Linked DNA regions of Mus musculus: region 1 is linked to region 2. Evidence: chromatin contacts called from public Hi-C data. All regions are on one chromosome and are shown on one strand. The core of a region is the stretch at or near the end of the contact, and the rest is flanking DNA. Distances in the headings are between cores, read along the strand shown. Region 1 holds the start of B3galnt1 (UDP-GalNAc:betaGlcNAc beta 1,3-galactosaminyltransferase, polypeptide 1). Region 2 overlaps Ppm1l (protein phosphatase 1 (formerly 2C)-like).

Region 1 (4,656 bases), core at 969-3,468, 50 kb before region 2:
TTAACATAGGAAACACCCTGACTTTGTCAAATCTTAAAACATACATCATAAGACCCTGAAGAGCATCACTGTTTTTAGTAAAAGTATTCATAGATACTTTCAGGAGACCCAAAGTACACAAAACACAGAACTCAGGGACTCTTTGAGTAAAACTAGCTTCAACTTAATTCTGCTATATCTACTGCTTGGCTTTCTGAGGTTATAGGTGCCAGAAAATCTAGAGGGTAATTTATGCTACATATTTAGGTACACGGGCTTGTTTTAAAAGTCTCACGACTAGCCGGGCATGGTGACGCACGCCTTTAATCCCAGCACTTGGAAGGCAGAGGCAGGCGGATTTGTGAGTTCGAGGCCAGCCTGGTCTACAAAGTGAGTTCCAGGACAGCCAGGGCCATACAGAGAAACCCTGTCTCAAAAAACAAAAACAAAAACAAACAAACAAACAAAAAGTCTCATGACTGATGTCACAATTCCTTGTACTGAAAACTCACGGCACCTAATGCAAAGGGACAACTGATTAGTTTGCTAATGTCATCAGACTTCAGGGATGTTTTGCTTATTGAGACGCTCCTATGATATCCCTCTACCGTGACACCTCTACAGAAAGTCTGACCAAGAGAAATTACCCTGTGTGTGATTGAATTTTCAAGGGCTTTGTTTGTCTTGTTCACCGATGTGGCTCCCATGTCTCTGACATTGTCTTGTATAGTTAAATGACACTCTAGACAGCTGGCTTTCATGTTAAAGGCTGGTCATATGAGCTTATCTAAAGGGCATGCCATCTGACTTTCTTGGGAGTGTTATTTATTGTCTTATCTACACATCAGTTTTAAGTACTCTCAGTTCTCTAAGGAATTGAAAATACACTCCTCCAAAGAATTTTCAAAATCTTCGACATATTGCCTATTAACCACTGAAGAGAAACATTCTCCGTGTTTGTTTATCATGGAACAGTTTGGAGAATACCTCTCCCTACTTCCATGGTTTTAGCTTTGGGTCAAGTGAGATTGTGTTTGAGAGTCCATATTCTCCCCCCATGGAAATAACACGCAGAGCTCCATGCAGTGTGTAAAGGAGTCTTACCATTACATCCCGCTTCTGGTTCAAGAACTTAAATTACTGAGCTGGGAGAGCAAAACAGCAGTCAAACAGAACTGAGCAACTTCTAAAAGTCCTGCTACGAAAGAAAACAGGTTGTGCTACATCTATATATTCTACACGGACGCATAGAGGCAATAGTCCAATCTTGATAAGATCATCTTTCTAGGAAGTCGGTGTGGCTTTCCGACAAGAACATGGCGTACATACTAGGTGATATTGTAGAATTCTAGTTTCTCCAAATCGATAAGGCTGATCCCGGCTATGTTGAAGTCACTAGTTTAAGAAACGCAACCTAGAGCGTCTAGGGAAGGATGGGAAAGCGATTCTTGTGAATTGTTGTTAAATTTTGGTTGCTTGTATTTAGGTGCTCACTGAAAAACTGTTTCCTTTTAGGTGGAGTGAGGCCAACCTGTTCACAGTCCTAAAGCCAAGACACCAGAATGGGTCTTTGTTTTCAGATGACACTTTGTTTCCAGGGGCCTTTTGACAGAAAGCAATTTTTGAATGGAACCACCTCCACCCTAAGTCCTGGGAGAAACAGTCAGTACAGAAACACCCAGCTTTCATGACCAAAGGCTTCTCCCTTCTCCCAGAGAGGCACCATTTGGGTGGAGATGACTAAGTGGAGCTGACCAAGGGTTCATAGCACTAGACGGTTTCTAGAGGCAGTTGAGGGTGTGGGGGTGGAGGTGGGGTGGGGTGCCAGGACTCTCTGAGCCTCTGGTCCACATACACCAAAGCTTTCCTCTCCCCACCCCCACTCCCGCACTCCTGAAAGGAGAAACAGCCTTCTGAATGTGCCAAGGCTTCCTCCTTTCCAAGTCAGCCCTGGGGCGGAAATCTGCGGGCTACACATTTAGGCATCTCCCCGAGAAGGGAGAAGGGAGAAGCCTTTGGTCATGAAGGCTGGGTGTTTCTGTACTGACTCTGTTTCTCCCAGGACCTAGGGTGAAGGTGGTTCCATTCAAAAATAAAATTTCTTGCTTTCTGTCAAAAGATGGCACGAGGCAGAGAGCCGGGGTTGGAGGTGGAGGACTTAGGCGAAGCCTGCGGTGGCCGTGATGCTGGCGCCCGCCCGCGGCAGAGGCCGGCAGCTGCGGCGATAACAGCGATAACGGCGCTGGGCTGCGGACGCAGGGACCCCGCGCGCGCGCGCGTGCGTGAAGGAGGCGCGCGCCCGCCCGCTCGGCGTGCGTGCGGCTGCGGGGAGTCCGTGTTCGCGCGCAGAGAGCGAGCGCGGGCCGCACCGTTGCGGGTACCACGGGCGCACGGGAGGTGAGTGCGGGGCGGGCGGGCGGGAGGCCGAGGCGGGGAGACGGTTGGGCGGCTGCCGAGCGCCCCTCTCTCTCGCGGCGCAGCCTTCTAGGTTCGTGGGTCGGGGCTTCGAGGCCCCGGGCGCCGCTCGCTCCTCCGTGGAGCGGGGCGCCGCGAGCTGCCACGCCCTGGGCTCTGGCCTCCGCGCCTGGTCTCGGGGCTGGGTCTCGAGGCTCCGGACGAGAGACTCGAGAATCTGGGCCACTTGGAGGGGCGTCCAGTGCTCTTGGCGAGCCGGGCCACCGCGGCCTCACGGATCCATCCTGCCCTGCCTTGAGCTATGTAAGCCTCGGGGGCCGAGGTAGTGGTGGCCTGGTTGTCACCGCGACCAAGGAGAAGTGGAGAATACTGTCCGCACGCCACGCCGATGGACCTGCTGCAGGCCCGGAGGGAGGAACGCACATTCTAGGCGGGAAAGGGCCTGTGGTCCCTAGGGTAGGAGAGTGCTTCCTGGGGGAGAGGTGGCGAGGAGGAAGGGAATGGGAGATTTGGAAAGAGGAGACTCCTAAAGATTAAGGCTACATTATTAATAAAAGGTCTGAGTGGAATGTACAAAGCATTGTAAAGGAACTCTTAGATGGAGGGAGCCTTACTTTTTCAGGCTGTAAAGGATGCGGCCAGCTGCAGCACGGAGAGCTAGCTGTGTTTGTGACTGCAGGACTAAAAGGTGCAGGACTAAAAGGCAGGCATTGATTTTTGACTTAAGTAGACCCCCCTCCCACAAACCCCGTTCCCAGCCTTTAGGAGAAGCAGCTTGCTTTGTTAGGAAACGCTACTGCCAAGTAAGGAATTGCCCAACGGTTTGTTTTTGGAGGGAGGTAGGACGATTTGCAGTCTTCACCCAGATGAAATCTGTGTTTTACCTTTGGGTGTCTAAGGCAGACGCAGGGAGTTTGAGCTCTCTGAAGTGTTGACACCTCATAACTCTAGGAAGGGGCCTTCCTTTTACTGAGAGAAAAGTGTGGCATTTTCTCTCTTTCACGTTGGAAGATTTGATTGAAATGAATGGCCACCAGGGAGCTGCAGCATTAAAAACTATTACATTATCGAAATTGTTCTTGGTTGTCGAATGGGACGAGAAGAGAGAAGAAGAAAGCATCCAGGCCTATCCAGAAAGGAAGAGCCAGCTGATGCTGATGCAGTTTGTCAGGGAGAGACCATTGATTTTAGCTGTGGTAGCATTATGATATAGTACTTAAAAAATATTTTCTAAAGCAAAATTTATGTGTTCTCTCTTCATGTATGCATGTGTACCAGAGGCATGCCTAGGGCCTGGTAAGGTCAGAAGTGGGGAGGGGGGCGGCACTGCACCCCCCAGAACTGAAGTTATGAATGGGAATAGACCCTCCACATGAGGGCCAGGAGCTGAACTCTAGTCTGCAAGAGCAACAAGTGTGCTTAACCACATGTCATCTCTCCAGCCTCGAGATAAATATTTCCTTAAATTCAGTTCTTTGCAGCAGATCTATTTTAACTAAAGCAGAGAATCAATCGCGCACGCGCTCTCTCTCTCTCTCTCATGTATTTATCTAGTGATATAATCTCATCTGAAATTCTGTAAGTGGATTTATCATGTTTTTAATTTGATCTTAGTTTTGCATTATATTAGCTGAAACTGCCCAATATGGTACCATATCTGGGTTTTGGGTATCACTGATATAAGCTACAAGCTTTAGTCTATTCTTATGTGTTTCTTTCCCCAGAAGGTTTGAAAAAGTGCAAGATTTAAGCTCTACTAAGCCATTTTGGATAATATATTTCCCCCCTAAAGTTGAATTTTTTTTATTAAGCACTGTGGTGCTTCAGGAAAACTTGATAACAGATTCTATTCAACCTTGAGTTTAGAGTAAATTCTTTATCTCTAATAAAATGCTTCTCTAGATGCCCAGCTTTCCCCTGAGGGGAGGGGCTCTTCTCTGTCCTGGTAAAGCTAGAATGGCACTTCAGAAATGCCCTTTTCCTATTTACACCTATACTCCGTCCATACAGTTTGCCGTGTGATAGGGACCTGCTCTGTGGTAAAGAGCCACATGGTACCATCCCACAGGTAAAGTGGACTGGAGGTCGGCGGGTGCCTGTAAGTGAGCCTGTCCACTGGGTGCTTCAGAGGTGTGGCTCAGCAGGGTATGGGCAGACATCTCCTTAGGGACAATGGAAAAGGGTTTCATTTTTAATAAAAGTTGCATAAGCATTGATTTGCTTTTAAAAAAAAAGCAAGATTCTTGCCTTATTCTGGATTAG
Region 2 (5,211 bases), core at 283-2,782:
AAACAAAAACAAAAACAAAAAAAAGAGCAGGCCAGATTGATCCTGGAGACAGTGTTCAAATTTTCTTCTATAAGGAAACACTGTAGAGTGGCAGCATGTCAGATATGACAGGGAGGGAACAGCATGATTGTGAAATCTCAACGACACATGCTGGACACCACGATAGAGCTTCCAGGAGCAAGTGTGTCCACAAAACTTAGCCATGTGGATCTTCAGTTCACTTGGGTGAGCTCTCACGGGGAGATGATGTGCATATTTATAAATGAATGTCTGAACTTTCTATTCATCTTTTCTGGAGCTCACTGAAGCTGGATGGATGCTCCGCAAACAAGGCTTTATTTTACCAACAGAAAACCCGAGGAAATCCTCCACTCAAATGTTTCCTTCAAAACATTTATCCTGCGTCTCAAGCAGGATAATACAACTAACTCAGCACGTTTATTCTCAGTCACTCAGCCCCCGCTGGGAAGGCTCAAATGTTCATTAGGCTCATTTCATTTTCTCACCAGGAGGAAGCTAACCTGCAATGACCAAGAGTCATCCTGCAGGTTTACACACACACCAGGGCTCTAGGCTGCTTAGCTGCCTGGCACATGGCTCGGCTGTCAGTGAAGGGACTCCTGCCTTCCACATGTAGGGAACTCTCAGATCTAATAATCCTTCTCAGGGCTTTGGTCTCAGTATCATTTTATTGATCCATGCCTGGCACTGAAGGACTTGGGAGGTGGAGGCAGGAGAACAGGGCTAGCCTGGGCTACACTATGTGATTGCTGCGTGAAATTTGCTCCCGAGAAACTCTCCAAGCAAGCACCTAGATCACCAAACAAGATGGTAGACTTCCCCAGGGTGGTGGTGGTGGTGGTGGGGGTCACAAACTCACCAGCTCTCTTTATCCTCTTCCTTTCCTTCAGCTGGTAAGGCTTGTGATCGTGAGACAAGGGGATGGCATTGCCATCTTTGTCACACAAGACTCCCCGAGAGTCACCAACGTTGGCCACGGTGAGGTCTTTATCTGAGAGTAGAGCGATCAAACACGTTGTGCCTGCAAGACAGAAGAAAGAGGCAGTGTAGGTGGGGGCAGGGCACGGACGGTCCCCTGCTTCTCCAGGCCAGCAGATGGCCGTCCTTAGAGCCTCTCTTGCCAGAGAAGCTTCACTCCAGCTACTCTGGGAATAACCATGATTCACTTCAACATCCCTGATCAAATCTGACAGGCCATTTTCTTAACCGTGTTACGCTGTCACTGAAACAGGCTAGAACAGTATCATTTTCCTAAATCACTTTGTTTCTGCTACTCTCAATTTAAAACACCACATTCAACAGGATTAGGGGAGAGTCAGAATCAGCTCGAAGCCCCAGACAGCTGCTCCATGTTTTCATCTTCTTGTTGGTACCGAGTCTCCGAGAAGTCCCAGTGGCAAGCGTGAAAGCGTATAGGTGGGGGTAGGGTTGGCTCCCGAGGAAGAGGCAGTTGTCAACAACCATATCCTGTGGCGCTGTGACAAAACCAGTCCTGTCAGGAAAGGTCGAGCCCAAATATAGAAAGTCTGAGAGCAGAGACCAGGGAAAGGGCAGCCCGCCCCAGGTGTGCAGGGGCAGGGTACAATGGCAGAAGCAGAGACGTCTACACAGAAGATGGAAGTGGGATTGAGGTGGTCCGATCATGTGCTGGCCTGAAGCCTTCATGCGACGCCCAAAGACAAGCTTTTCCTCAGTTCCTTCTGAGGTGGATATGGATAAAGCAAAGAGAATGAAACAGTCTTCTCTCTCCCTCTGACCCCTGCCAGTCACTGTCAGTGGCCACCTGTCTGCTGAAACGCACACCTCACAACTCATTCCTCTCTTGCCTCAAACTGATAGCTCCTTTACTTGTTCAAAAGTATTCACTGGTCTTCCCTGACAGTCCTTTCCTCATTAAGAAAGCTGCACTCCATAATATAAATATAAACCGCATCTAAATAACCTCTTACTCTTCATACGACAAAAAGAGGACCCCGCTTGTAAACAGAATAAATACAGGGTGATATGAGCAGGAGATCAGTTACAATAATCAGCATATTCAATTACAAATCTGCTTGAAACGCTCTTCTTCTAAATTAGGGGAAATGATTGGGGTGACTGGAGATGGCAGGAGATGCGGGAGCAATTACACACTGCCTCAGTCCCTGTGGGTTCACACGAGCATAGATCATGCTGATTAGAGGACCTTGTTCTACTGGTGCCCTCCATCTGCTCTGGCTCTTACACTCTTCTGCCTCCTCTTCCTCAGGGTTCTCTGGGTCTCGAGGAGAGGGATTCGATGGAGACATTCTATTTAGAGCTAGCATTCCAAGGTCTTTCCCTCTCTGCACATGGATTAGTAGGATTAATACAGTGAAAATGGCCATCCATTTTCACTGTATTAATCCTAGTAATCTACAGATTCCAAGTAATCTACAGATTCAATGAAATCCCCAATAAAATTCTAACACAATTCTTTAATAGATACTGAAAAGAGAATTTTCATATAGAAACTTAAAAGACCCAGGATAGCTTAAATAATCCTGAATAATAAAAGAACTGAAGAAGGTATCACCATCTCCTAATCTCAATTTGTACTACAGAGCTATAATAATAAAAACAGTATGGTATTGGCACAAAATCAGACACATTGGTCAATGAATTAAACTGAAGACTCAGACAAGTCCATACATGTTGACATGACTTTTGGTAAAGAGGCCCAAAACACACACCCTGAAAAAAGACAGCATCTTCAACAAATGGTAGTGGTCAAACCGAATGGCTGCATGTAAAAGAATCCAAATAGATCCTTACTTACCACGCTGCTTAAAACTCAACTCCAAATGTATCAAAGACTTCAACATAAAACTGAACCTGACTGAAGAGAAGGTGGAGCCCTGAACTCACTGGCACAGGAAAAGATGACTTTCTGAACACGATACTGATAGCACAGGCACTAAGAGGACCCTATAAAACTGAAAAGTGTCTGTGTGGCAAAGACATGGTCATTCAGACAAAGCAGCAGCCTGCAGCATGGGAAAAGATTTCCAGCAACTACACATTTGACAGATGGCTAATATCCAAAATACACTAAGAACTAAAAAAAAAAAAAAAAAAAAAAAACTAGATTGTAAGAAAACAAATACTTATTCTTGCTCTCTTGCTCCTCTCTTGCTTTGTCTTGCTCTCCATGTGCTTATGGCCGGTCTCTTCTCTACTTCTCTATTCTCTCTCTGCCTTTCTCTGCTTCTATTACCCTCTTAACTCCCCTCCCCATGCCCTCAATAAGCTCTAATCTATACTAAAAAATAGAAAAATAGTTTTAAAATGGGGTACATATTTTATCGTTGAAGACAGGAACTCAAACAGGGTAGGCTGCAGGAGCTGATGCAGAGGCCATCGAGGGTGCTGCTTACTGGCTTGTTCCTCATGACTTGCTCAGCCTGCTTTCTTATAGAACCCAGGACCAGCAGTCCAGAGAAGGTGCTACCCACAATGAACTGGGCACTCTGTGATCAGTAATTAAGAAAATACCCTACAAGGCTGTCTACAGCCCAATCTTATGGAGGCATTTTCTCCACTGGGTCTTCCTTCTCTCAGATGACTTTAGGTTGTGTCAAGGTGATGCAAAAACCAGCACAACCTCCTTAGTCACCAGGGACATGCAAATAAAAAACCACTTTGAGATTCCATCTGACACCTGGCAGAATGGCCAAGGTCAATAAGACAAATGGCAGCTCATGCTGACCAGGGTGTTGAGTAAAGGGGACATTCACCCATTGCTGGTGGGAGTGTGAATGTGTGAAGCCACTGTGGGAAACGGTGTGCTGGTTCCTGAGGAAGGTGGGAATTGATTTACTTCAAGATCTAGCTAGACCACTCATGGGCATGTACCCAAAGGATGCTTCTATCCTGCTACAGAGACGCTTGCTCAGCCATGTTCATTACTGCTCTATTCATAACAACCAGGCATGGGAAACAATGTCCCATCCTGTCCCTCAACAGATGAGTGGATAAAGAAAAGGTGGTACATTTGCACAATGGAATATTACTCAGCCATTAAAAAACAAAATAATAAAACCCACAGGTAAATGGATAGGACTAGAAAAAAAAATCATCCTGAGTGAGGTAGCCCAGGCACAGAAAGACAGATATGGTATATATTCACTTATAAGTGGATATTAGCTGATAAGTCTATGATGACCAAGCTACAATCAGCGGAACTACAGAGGTTAGGTATACAGTAAGGGACTAGAGGGACAGATAGATCTCCCTAGGAATGGGGAAGAAAACAGATATTTATGGATGGATGCAGGGGACTAGAACAGGAGGAGCAAGTAGAGGGTGAGAGGGAAGAGGGGGATGAAGGAAGGAATATGGGAGAGGCAGTAAACTTAAGGGCCATTTGAGGGGGTAGTATGGAAACTTAGTACAGTACACACTTGCTAAAATATGTGCATACATGAAGATGATCTAAGTGAAATCACTAAAACATCTTTAACATCCTATAAAGACAACTCAACTACCCAGAAATCATTACCCTTGAGTCGTTGTATTAGTTGAATTTGATCTGTGGCTATTTTACTTTGTTCTAAGTTTAGCTTGGCTAAACTTGACAGATACAATCAGAGCATACATCGTTGATCTGGCACAGTGGAGTTTGAAAGGTAAGACAGAAGAGCTGCTTTACTGGGTGTTACATGGCATGTGGGTGCAGTAGAACCAACAGAACTCTTCTGACTCCCTTCTCCGAGCTCTCAGGGCAAGGATATCCCACCAATGGTTCCTACACCATTTAAGCCTATGCCATCGATTAGCACTTGGGTTCATCCCGGCTTCTTAGCTGGTATTCCCTTCTGCCTGTGTTTACAGGGATCCAAGGGAAGGGTCTCCTGTATGGGGTGGGGGTGGTGCATGGCTGGGGTCTGGGCCTTTCCCCAACTCCACTGCAATCAGATCATCTGTCTGTCGGCTTATTGAGCTGTCAGGTAAGGAAGAGAAAGAGTCAGTGCTGCAGTTACAAAGCAACATGCGCTTCCTATCCTAGCTGTGCTTAAGAGCCGCTGCAGGGCTTTCAGTATCATAGATTCACAATGAGGACAGATTGAGCTAATGAGGACCAGAATTAATACAGTAACCATAGGGACAGAGGATGGCACATTGTGTAGGCCCATCAGGGAGGGAGTAAGAAGAGGGGGGTGGTTTAGAATA

What was found. A called contact is a pair of places that touch in the nucleus more often than the background predicts.
Region 1: a Hi-C map of the N1E-115 cell line shows a contact between it and region 2, with 2.9 times the contacts expected there. The contact joins the promoter of B3galnt1 here to the enhancer-like site in region 2. A contact is called at or near these places in 2 of 484 Hi-C or Micro-C datasets (the N1E-115 cell line and nephron progenitors), 1 of 115 datasets of contacts at active chromatin or transcription factors (embryonic stem cells) and 3 of 9 other capture datasets (adipose tissue, liver and pancreatic islet).

What each region holds. Positions count from the first base shown.
Region 1 is chr3:69,596,522-69,601,177 of GRCm38.p6, reverse strand. B3galnt1 (UDP-GalNAc:betaGlcNAc beta 1,3-galactosaminyltransferase, polypeptide 1) reads left to right here and starts at 2,218. Exons shown (of 3, transcript NM_020026.4): 1 at 2,218-2,376.
Region 2 is chr3:69,545,157-69,550,367 of GRCm38.p6, reverse strand. It overlaps Ppm1l (protein phosphatase 1 (formerly 2C)-like), which reads right to left. Exons shown (of 4, transcript NM_178726.3): 3 at 881-1,042. Among named protein-coding and RNA genes, the nearest start is that of B3galnt1, 51 kb to the left of the region's middle. Within about 2 kb of position 1,532, at least 8 of the 459 cell types and tissues checked have an H3K27ac peak or open chromatin away from gene starts, as enhancers often do. A contact at or near this core is called in the N1E-115 cell line, where this site is marked.